Linked DNA regions of Mus musculus: region 2 is linked to region 1. A link is a contact called in public HiChIP or PLAC-seq data. All regions are on one chromosome and are shown on one strand. The core of a region is the stretch at or near the end of the contact, and the rest is flanking DNA. Distances in the headings are between cores, read along the strand shown. Region 1 has its middle 84 kb from the start of Gm39498. Region 2 holds the start of Kdm6a (lysine (K)-specific demethylase 6A).

Region 1 (5,048 bases), core at 1,289-3,788:
AACCAACTAGTCTATGGTACTTTCTTAAAGAAGCCTAATGTAAGACATTTATCTTAACTTTTCCCTGGCATTTATCACAACCTAGAGTGTCATGAATGTTCATTGATAACATAAATCCAGAGTTCAAGCTTGGACTTATTATCTGCATCACCATCAGAACATGTCAGAAGTGTTTTCAGCAAACAAAACATTACAACCACCTACTGGTGTAAGTTTCTACTTTCTTTTAAAAAATCCCTTTTATTCTTTACATTTTATTTAAAATGTAATGTTTTAATGTAAATTTTGAGTATTGTTCTACTTCTCTGATAATTTAATCAAATGGAAATGGTTAGGCCTCCTAGAAGGCAACAGTGGAGATAACTGGGCCCTCAGTCTCATTGATGAATTTAGGTCAACTGAGAATTTGGGCTTGTATGCAATCACTCCATAGGAATTGGTAGGTAAAAGATTGTCCCCCATCTCCAACAGGCATAAGCATATGACCTAAGCACGTGTCAGTTCTGCAAAATCAGGATCAAAAAGCAAGCAATGGGACCATAAAATCAGTAAGCACTCCTTGAAATCCTCCTCTGTTTGCATCAGCATAGCTTCCCTGCCAGTACTCAGACCCCAGTAAGACTTGGTGAGGTGTCTGTAAAATGGGAAGCACATAGAATCTTAGAAAGATAAGAAACACATCTAGGGTCATTCCTCCTTCTCCAAAATTAAAGCTCTGGGTTAGATAAATGCAACACGAATTATTCTTTTTTATTTATACATTGCATCTCTTGGAGCTTGAAAGTAATACAAAGCTAAATAATTTCATATAAGTCAGAAAAATTGAAATTGGATATGTCTTGAACTGCTGTTATATAAAATATGGTGTTTTTTATTGCTTTTAACTTTTGTCTGGTAGACTATCATGTTAATTCTATAAAAAATATGTTTTGAAGGTAAATGAGTAAAGCTTATGGGTTCCTTTAAGCTCCTTTCATGAAAGGTGCTATATAAAACCAAAGCATACTGTGTTGCATTAGTATTTTATTTCATAAGCTCTGCAGCACAAAACCCTGAAAATAAAATCTCTCAATGGATTTGTGAGAGATCATTATCTTCTTAGTCCTGGAAATGGATTTTGAGGCATTTCTGAAAGCAGCAAATGCTGTTGTTTGTTGCTGCTGCTTACATTTTGTATGCTCACAGTGGTTAAATTTTGTATGCTCACAGGCAAATATTGACAGGAAAAATGCTTCTGGAGTTGTGTTGACAGTGTTTCTGTGTATGTGTGCATGCGTACACCTGTGTATATACATGTGTATACATGCACTAGTGAAGTAAAACACTGAATGGCTCAGACTTCTGATTTTATGCCAATTTATGTCTGACTGTTACATTTTTAAAATTGCTAGATTATTTAATAAGGAATTTGGGGGTGCTTATTTTTAGGATCCATAGATGAGAAAAAAAAAATCTATGTCTTTCTTGCCATCATATATATATATATATATATATATATATATATATATATATATATATATATATATATCAAGATCTGACATGGCTTCTCAGTACTCACACGGTAGAAGGGAAGAACTGACTCTCACAAGTTGTCCTCTGACATCTACCTATGTGCATGGGACATCAAGAAATCCTCACATCATCAGCTCCGGCTGGAATGATGAATTAGGAAGTTGAATACAGGTTTAATATGCTGACAACACTCAACTGCAATGATGAGATGCAAAGCAGATGTGCAGCAGAAGTTAAGTAACCACAACAGGCAGCAGTCTGTATCGCAAGGTGCCAAGAGAGCAGAAGTCAAAAAATCAGTCATCAGAGGAGGGGCTGAAATGGTGCCTTCAGGGAGGGCATGGGGGAAGGGAGCATTTTAGCTGGGCAACACACCAACTTGAAATGATATCTTAAACAGACCTTCATTTTCTCTCTCTGATGTAACTATTCATTGCTATTTATTTTATCCACAAGGCAAGTCTTTAAATGTGGGTAGTCATACTCATTTGGCCTTGCTTCTTCAAAGCACTTTAAAAAATAGACGATGATTAGATTATGGTTGATGCTGCTGATGCTGGTAACACTGAAAATATTTTTATTTTGGATTGGATGGTTTTACTGGCACCTCTTGACTTAATAGGTTCATACCACTCTCTGCAGCATCCCAGAAACATAATCTATCTGCTGTAACACCTTCTAGTCCTTTCCATCTTAATAGTCTTAATAGTAAGCAGTCTCAAATGTCTTATTCCAGACATTAAAAAAAAAAAAAAAAAGGAAAACATGGAGAAATTAAAACCTTTGGACAATGCTGGCAGTAAAATGCCACTGTAGGGCAGTGAGCTATGCACAGACAGCCTGGTCCTAGGCGAGCACAGGCCTGGAACACCAGTGACCCTAAAGGACAGAAGGTGTTTGGCCATTCCTCCTGTCGCAGCTACAGCTTCCCACAGCCCCACCCCCACCCCACCCCCACCCGCAGAGAGTTGTGTGGCCAGCAGTCTTTTAAGCAACACCCTGGTATTCTGTCTGGACTCCACCCTCAGTTACCAGGCAACAGCCAGGTATGTTCTGCGACACAGTTACCTAGCAACAGCCAGGATGGCCCAACCCACTATAAAAGGAGCTGCTTGCCCACTCCTCTCTCTTTTGTTTCTCTTACCTTCCTAGTCTCTTGCTTTTACTCTTGCTCCCTTGTTCCCCCTCCCTTCTCCCCTCTCTCCATGTGTCCATGGCCGGCCTCTCCTCTTCTACTCTCTCCTCTCTGTCTTTCTACAATAAACGCATTAAAACCATGGACTGCCTCTTTTCATTGGAACTCACCATGCTGGAACAATAGTGCAGGTTTCCCTCTAAAGTGCTGTGCATCTAATCTCCTACCAGGAGGCCTCCCTGTGCTCCAGCCATGGCTGCCAGCCAAACCAAGCAGCTCACTGAGCTAGCTGTCTAAGCTAGCCAGACTTTCCTCTCCGCAGTAACCTGCCAGAGCTCTCCTCTTACCCTTTTCCCTTTGGCCCCCCCGGCCAGAGTCCACCAGAGGGTCCCCACCCATTCTCAGCTCTATCTCAACATACAGCAGCGTCTGGGATGTTTGAGAGTGAGAACCTGACGTCCCTGGCCTCCATGTGTCCCAGGGATCCCAGAGCCAGCTCTTCTGCAGTCCCCAGAGGGGTCTGTGGTATCTGAGAGTCAGGCTGACTCCAGCAGGTTCCTCAGGGATCCCAGACTTTGCCTTCCTCACCCCCAGAGTGGGATCTCTTGGCTTCTCACAGTCCAACGCCAGCCCTGTGGTGGTTCTATGGGGTTGCACTCAGTCAAACTTCCCGCATCCACCTCAACCAGTGGCCCTAGCCCCAAGTGGACATGGAACCCCATTTTTTTTGTTTCACATGCCACAACTGAATGCATGTCCCAATATAAAATTAATCAACACAGCAATAAATATAATAAGTGCTGGAGAGAAGGCTCAGCAATTAAGAACACTTACTGCTCTTTCAGAAGACCTGACTTCAGTTCCTGGCTCCTAAGATGGGTGGCTTACAATCACTTGTAACTCTAGCTGCAGAAGAATACAAAAACTCTGGTTTCCTTGGACACCTGCATTTGCATGCACATAACCATATGCAGAAGCAGACACATAAATTAGAAATAAAATAAATCATTAAAAATAATTGTAATAGCCATTATTCACAGTCACAGTGGCAAAAAGGCAGAAACAGTCCCAATGTCTGTTACCTAGTAAAGAATATTCCTCAACCCTAAGAAGGATGAAATACCAGTGTGCACTAGAACATAGATAAACCTTGAAAGTTAAGTGTTAAGTGAAAGAATCCAGTCACAAAAGATCACATGCTATATGTATGATTTCAATTCCATGACATGATCAGAATAGGAAAATCTAGAGACACACAATGGATTAGTGGTTATCGAAGCCTGTGGAGTACAGGAAGTTATATTGAATAGGGACTGATTGCCAAAAGGCTTCTTTAGAAGTTGATGAAAATATACAGTGACCATGGTTGCCTAACTGAATACGCTAAAAGCCATTGATTTATACACTTGAAATAGGAGGACACAAGGTATGTTTTAATGACACAGAGAAAAGGTACACAGTATCAAGGGGCACCTGTGGCATGGCAGAGCTTGGTTTCCCTCCCTTTGCATTGACTAAAGTAGCTGCAGGCACACCGGCCAGCTGTTGCCAGGAACTGTACTTTACAAACAGGTAAGTGACCTGAGACTGCAGGGAAAAAAAAAAAAAAGGCATAGTTGTAGCCTTCATAGGATGACTGGGATAAGAAGAAGACCCAAATCTTGGCACAAGTTTCTGTTGCCCTTTATATTACAATTAAAAATTTTTTTTTTTTCTGCAGGGCTGGGGTAGAACCCAGGACTTGTGCATACTATGGAAATGCTGGAAATGCTCTACCACTCAGCTATACCCTAGACCCACACTACAACTTAATTCCCTCAATGTCATTGCAGATGTAAATTCCAAGTGTTTGGCTTGGCCTGGAGTCTAAAAATATGCATCATTCTTGTAGCCTTTTCAATTTGTGGTTACATAGAACCTGGTTGTTCAGGTTGCCCCTTTGATTGACAGGCAATCTTAGGAGAGAAGAGGAGAGGCTTGGGAACCATTCCAATAATATTGTCATTGCATGTGAATTAGATACTACCACAAAACATAGCTTCTTACTGTTTTCAGGCACGGTGGCATCAGCTTCACAGCTTTCATCCGGTATGAAAATTAAGGGCACACTCTGAACCTGTGCAGAGACACACGTGTGCATGTGTGCATTTGTCTCTCTCTCTCTCTCTCTCTCTCTCTCTCTCTTTCTCTCTCTCTCTCTCACACACACACACACACACACACACACACACACACACACAGACCTCTAGCCAATCCAGAATCAGTCTGAAAATTGTTCCATCAAATGGCTTCTGAAGAATGGGAACCACTATTGACATCTCACAGGTCAAAGATTTGTATATTATGAATTATAAAGAGAGAGGGGGGGAAAGAGTGGAAACTTAATCCATCTATAATATTT
Region 2 (5,048 bases), core at 1,258-3,757, 440 kb after region 1:
CTCCTATTTTTATATCACTTTGCCTTCTACATTTTAATGCCCTTCTTTGTAGCCTAGCATGACCTTCAACCTAGCACTCTACCAACTGAGCTAAATCAGCCCAGGTTTTTTTTCATAGTTATTATTATTATTATTATTATTATTATTATTGACATACGGTTTCCCTGTGTAGCCCTGGCTGTCCTAGAACTCACTCTGTAGTCCAAGCTGGCCTTGAACTCATAGATCCACCTGCCTCTGCCTCCCAAGTGCTGGCATTAAAGGCATGTGCCACCACTGCCCTGCCATAGTAATAATTATTATAAAACAAAATTTTTCCATTTTTGTATGTCATAAATTTAAAATTGCATTAATTTTGACAGTGACTGAGAAAGGCTCCATGCTTATTTCACATACATTTGACAGCTAAACTATGTAAATGCCAAAAAAATTACATAGACATGTAAGACTTATTTTATATGGACACTGCATGTTTGATGGAGGATAAATCCTTGTAGTTGGCCTGGTTTGGCCAGGCATGATTGTACGTGTCTATTATCCCAGAACTGAGGAGTCTGAGGCAGGAGAACACAGAGGCCAGCCTGGGCTACAGAGCAATACCCTGTTTCATAAAACCTGTGCCCCAATAAACTAGAATTACTCCACATCAAAAACAACAGCTTTGGTTTAGAGGTCACAGAGCTTGCACAAGGATCAGAACCCAGCTGTGCTAGCTAGACTCCAACCCCTCCCTATCACTTTATTTCTAAAACTCTAACCTTATTATTAAAGGGCAGGAAGGCACTCAGACATGGGTTGCTTATATCATTCTTGGAAAGGGACTAAATCAGGAACCAGTAACTTTGGGGACGTGGCCAAATACTGACAGGTTTGATTTCTGTTTGTGCAAGTGTCCATGTGGTAGTGGGGCCAAAAATCTCCCAGGTTTTGAAGGTCACCATTTGTGACATTTAACAATTCGTATGTTAATTTAGCTATAGAAAATATTCAGTCTCTGGTACTCACTCAGTCAAGTAAAATAGAACACCATAGAACATGTTTTGTAAAAGTGTAATTAAACACGAAATATAATCCATACAAAACTAGTTTATTCATCTAGTTACTAGTCTCCAGGCAACAATTTAAAGCTCTGTCTGTCTGCAAAATTAGTTGGGACTTTTATAGTCTCTCATTGAAGAACACAGCTAGGATTTACTGACTCAGCACTTATATATTCTGAAATCTAAATTTAAATATACCCTATTGATTACAGGTGTAAACTTATATAAAACATATAAAGCTTGGTTTATAAACGGATCTTTTCTTCATATAGTCCATTTACTAATATTTTCTATCCCAAAGACTGGAGGTGTGATGAGATACATCACATTATATCTGCCTTTTCAAAATAGTCGATGGAAAGTTTGGTCTATCTCCTGATTATACTATGGGTCAAACACCAGACTTATTTGTACCTGAGGGACAGAACAAGCAAATGTTACTGCTAAGGGTTTCCTATGTAGTGGAAGCAGAAAAAGGCTGGCAGGAAGCTGTGTTGAGGATTCTATTTCTCTAAGGCCAGTTCACATACAGCTCCTACTCTTCCATGGAGTACCCACTGAGATGACAGCAACAGAACCCAACATTCTGAAATCCCCCTCGACAAATTTCACTGTTTCTGTTTTTTTCTTTATAGTATAACGAATTACTGCTAGGGCGTAGGGTATATGCAAGCAGCAGGAATATCTGGCCCGAAAGTGCTGCCAACAGACAGACCTTTGGCGGTGGGGTGCGGGAGCCAGCGCGCCAGACCCCCTGCAGGCGACTGACTCTTCATTCCTCCCTGCCTGGGGTGAGTGGGCGGGGGTCGGGAGACGTTTTCCCCTTCCCCTTTTGAAAGGGTATGGGGCTTCGCGTGGCCTTGTCTAGGGCGGCGCCCAGGCTGCAGGGTATGAAGCCGGCTGCTGCTCCTCTGGCGCACTCCTCGTGGAGGCTATTATTTCTAGCAGTGCGCCTTCTTCCGAGGGCAGAGGTCTGGGGCCGAGTGTTCCCTCCCCGCGACTCAGCTGGTGTCCAGCCCTGTCGGGATCGATATTCCCGGAGTGCGCGAGCGCTAGCAGGACCACCGAAATCACAGTCTTGGCCCACCCTAGGGCTTCCGGGCAGCCAGAGGCTGTCCTAGGCTTTCTCGTTGGCGCTCGCTACAGGCGGTGCCGGACCTCGCCCAGACTGAGCACTCCCCTCCCCCCCCCGATCCCACCACGGCTCCCGAAGGGACACAGCCTGGACCCCTCCATTCTCTGCCTGTGTATTTAAGTAGCACAACCTAACCGGCTGCTCCCACTGGGTGACAACCCTACTCCGGACAGACGTGCCTATCAGCCAACCACCGACCAGAACTGGCGAGCATCCCGCTCTCGGATCTGTGGCGGCCTCGGTGGGCGGGGCTAAAGCAGCTAGCAAGTTAAGTGGAGCCACGACTGACGCGAGTCAACAAAGGTCACGTGAGGCGAGGGGCTGCTCTGGTTGGCTGCGCCGAGCGGGCTGTGAGGGGGGGGTCACGGCAGCGGCGTGGGGTTCGCTGTGTGACACAATTACAACAACTTTGTGCTGGTGCCGGGGAAGTTTGTGTCTCCTACGAATCCCCCCCAGAGCTCCCGCTCCTCGCGCGCTCCGGCCATTCCCGCCGACCCTGCCTGTGGCTGCCCCCTTCCCATCCCCGCGATGTGACCCTACAGCCGAGCCGTCGCCGCTCCGGACCCAGTGGTTCCACAGCCTCTGCTGCCTCTGCCTTCACCTCTACCGCGTTAGGATTTTTCGCTGCCGCCTCTCGCGGCAGAGGAGGAGGCAGAAATAAAGTTGGTGTGCCGGTCTTGTGCGGAGATTGGAGGCGTCCTTGCGGGCTCCGGCCCGGAGAGGGGGGGTGTCGGCGTTGGAGTTGTGAATTCGCTGCGTTTCCATGAAATCCTGCGGAGTGTCGCTCGCTACCGCCGCCGCCGCCGCCGCCGCCGCCGCTTTCGGTGATGAGGAAAAGAAAATGGCGGCGGGAAAAGCGAGCGGCGAGAGCGAGGAGGCGTCCCCCAGCCTGACAGCGGAGGAGAGGGAGGCGCTCGGCGGACTGGACAGGTACGGGGAGCGGGCACTCGCCCGGGCGGCTCGGGACAGGCTGGCGCCACTCTCCGAGGAGGCCGGAGCGCGGCTAGCCTGTGGCGGCCGTGGGGCGGGCACCTCGGCTTGGCGCTCTCGGCTCCGCTGACGCCCGGGCCTCGGGCTTTGGCACGGACGGGTCGGCGCCGATGCCGGGGCACTAACGAGCGGCGTGTGTCTTTCTCCGCAGCCGCCTTTTCGGGTTCGTGAGGTTTCATGAAGATGGCGCCAGGATGAAGGCCCTGCTGGGCAAGGTAAGGCAAACCGCGGGCCGGAGCGCGGACGCGGTCTCTCGAGCCAGAGGCGCGCTCGCCTGGGGCACCGGGGCCGGGTCACCACTCATTGTGGCCTCGAAAGACGGCCGAGGGGCTTCCGGAAAACTATTTCCTGCTACTGCGCTCCCCTCCACCCCCTGATACCTCGCTTGCTCTCTTGAGAGATCACTTCTCTTGGAGCCAGAGGACAGAGGCAGTGGCGCTTTTGGGGCCAAGCTCATGTGGGGCTTCCAAATTGACTACGATTTTACCGCCCTTGGAGGCTAGGCGGATGATCTCTGAGGTGCCTAGGGAGGGTCATGAGTTCGTAAACAGCTGTAGATTTCCTTAAATCCCCCGCTCGTTATCTTCCCTGGTTATTAAGGCTCTTTAGGCAGTCTGTTCCTGATGCCTGCTTTAGTCAAACATTTCGGGATGGCTTCTTGTCTCTGCTCCCTGAAGGGGGAAGTTGCACGTAGTTTAGGTCCGTAAAGAGTTTGCATGGGGTTATTGACTTGTATCATCATCGGTGTGTGCTTTACCTGAAGTTAGGTGATTTGTTTACTTTTTGGATCTTTCTGCCAAAGATCTACCACAGTTGTATGAGTGCGTTTTCTGGAGCTTGGTTTCCTGTGAGTCTGTCAGGAGCAGTTGGGGAGGATTCTGGGTGTAGTCTCTTGTTTATTTGTGTGCAAAGTTGTTGGTACTGTCATTTAGTTAAGTAATGGCTGCTTCTGTCCGCCCAAGATGGCGGGACAGGGTGGGAGGAGAAAGTGAGCCGGGGGAGGTTTGGGGGAGGGAGGAGAGGTAAACAGGGAAATAAATAGTATCAGAGAAGAATAGGCCTCTCCTTTGGAGTATGTAGCTCAGTAGTTAATAAAAATGATCACAGATTATTTGCATGTAGAATTTTTGTCCCCTTCTCTAGCTTTGAAATAGCGTGCATACGCCTGGTAAATGCTTATCAACCTGTAGCACATTTAGTTACCCATGGTAAGCTATTGAACAAAGGCTGGAGTCTCAGTCTGTCTACTTCAGTTTATATTTCCTGACCAAAGTGTGATTGGAATGGTAGGAGGAGGTTTTTTTGTTAGCTGGGACTCTCAAACTTGGAGTGTCTATGGTAGATGTTGCATTCATTAGACCTTTTCTTCTTTGCCGGAAATCTTTAGGTTTGATTTGATACTTTGTTAGCTCTATTGTTGCAATTGGGAAGTTTAAGAAAGGCGACTAAAGCTTAACGGCTTTAAAAAAAGTTGATTATTTTGCTCCTTACTTTTTGAATGTATTTTGGTTTGGCTGCCTTAATTGTTTTTATCTGTGATCATAATTACGTTTTTATTTTAAAGTATCAAAATATAAGAACTTGTGATTGCAGACAATGACTATAAGGCAAAACAGTCATAATCTTTTTCGGTAGGTCCATTTTCTTTGAATGGTAAGGAAATTTGAATTGAACTTTGACAGTGACGGTATTAATTTTCTTTCATTAAAATTAGCGCTGGAAAAATGTTCAGTAACTAGCTCTGGAATTATATAAATATAAATAGTTGTTAGCCCCCTCTTTTCAAGATTTTCCTCAACCTATTTGAAGTATTTTATGTACAAAGATTAGATTAATGTAAAGTTGTCATTCCAAAGATGTGTGTGTGTGTGTGTGTGTGTGTA

The links. HiChIP or PLAC-seq counts read pairs in DNA pulled down with a chosen protein or histone mark.
Region 2: an H3K27ac HiChIP or PLAC-seq map of epiblast stem cells shows a contact between it and region 1, with 5 times the contacts expected there. The contact joins the promoter of Kdm6a here to the enhancer-like site in region 1. A contact is called at or near these places in 5 of 39 promoter capture datasets (the 3T3-L1 cell line, 3T3-L1-derived adipocytes, epiblast stem cells and 1 more), 2 of 484 Hi-C or Micro-C datasets (both in embryonic stem cells) and 2 of 115 datasets of contacts at active chromatin or transcription factors (embryonic stem cells and epiblast stem cells).

Annotation. Positions count from the first base shown.
Region 1 is chrX:17,722,808-17,727,855 of GRCm38.p6, forward strand. No RefSeq gene overlaps it. Among named protein-coding and RNA genes, the nearest start is that of Gm39498, 84 kb to the right of the region's middle. Within about 2 kb of position 2,539, at least 13 of the 459 cell types and tissues checked have an H3K27ac peak or open chromatin away from gene starts, as enhancers often do. A contact at or near this core is called in epiblast stem cells, where this site is marked.
Region 2 is chrX:18,160,068-18,165,115 of GRCm38.p6, forward strand. Kdm6a (lysine (K)-specific demethylase 6A) reads left to right here and starts at 2,508. Exons shown (of 29, transcript NM_001310444.1): 1 at 2,508-3,105; 2 at 3,317-3,380. The coding sequence starts at 2,939.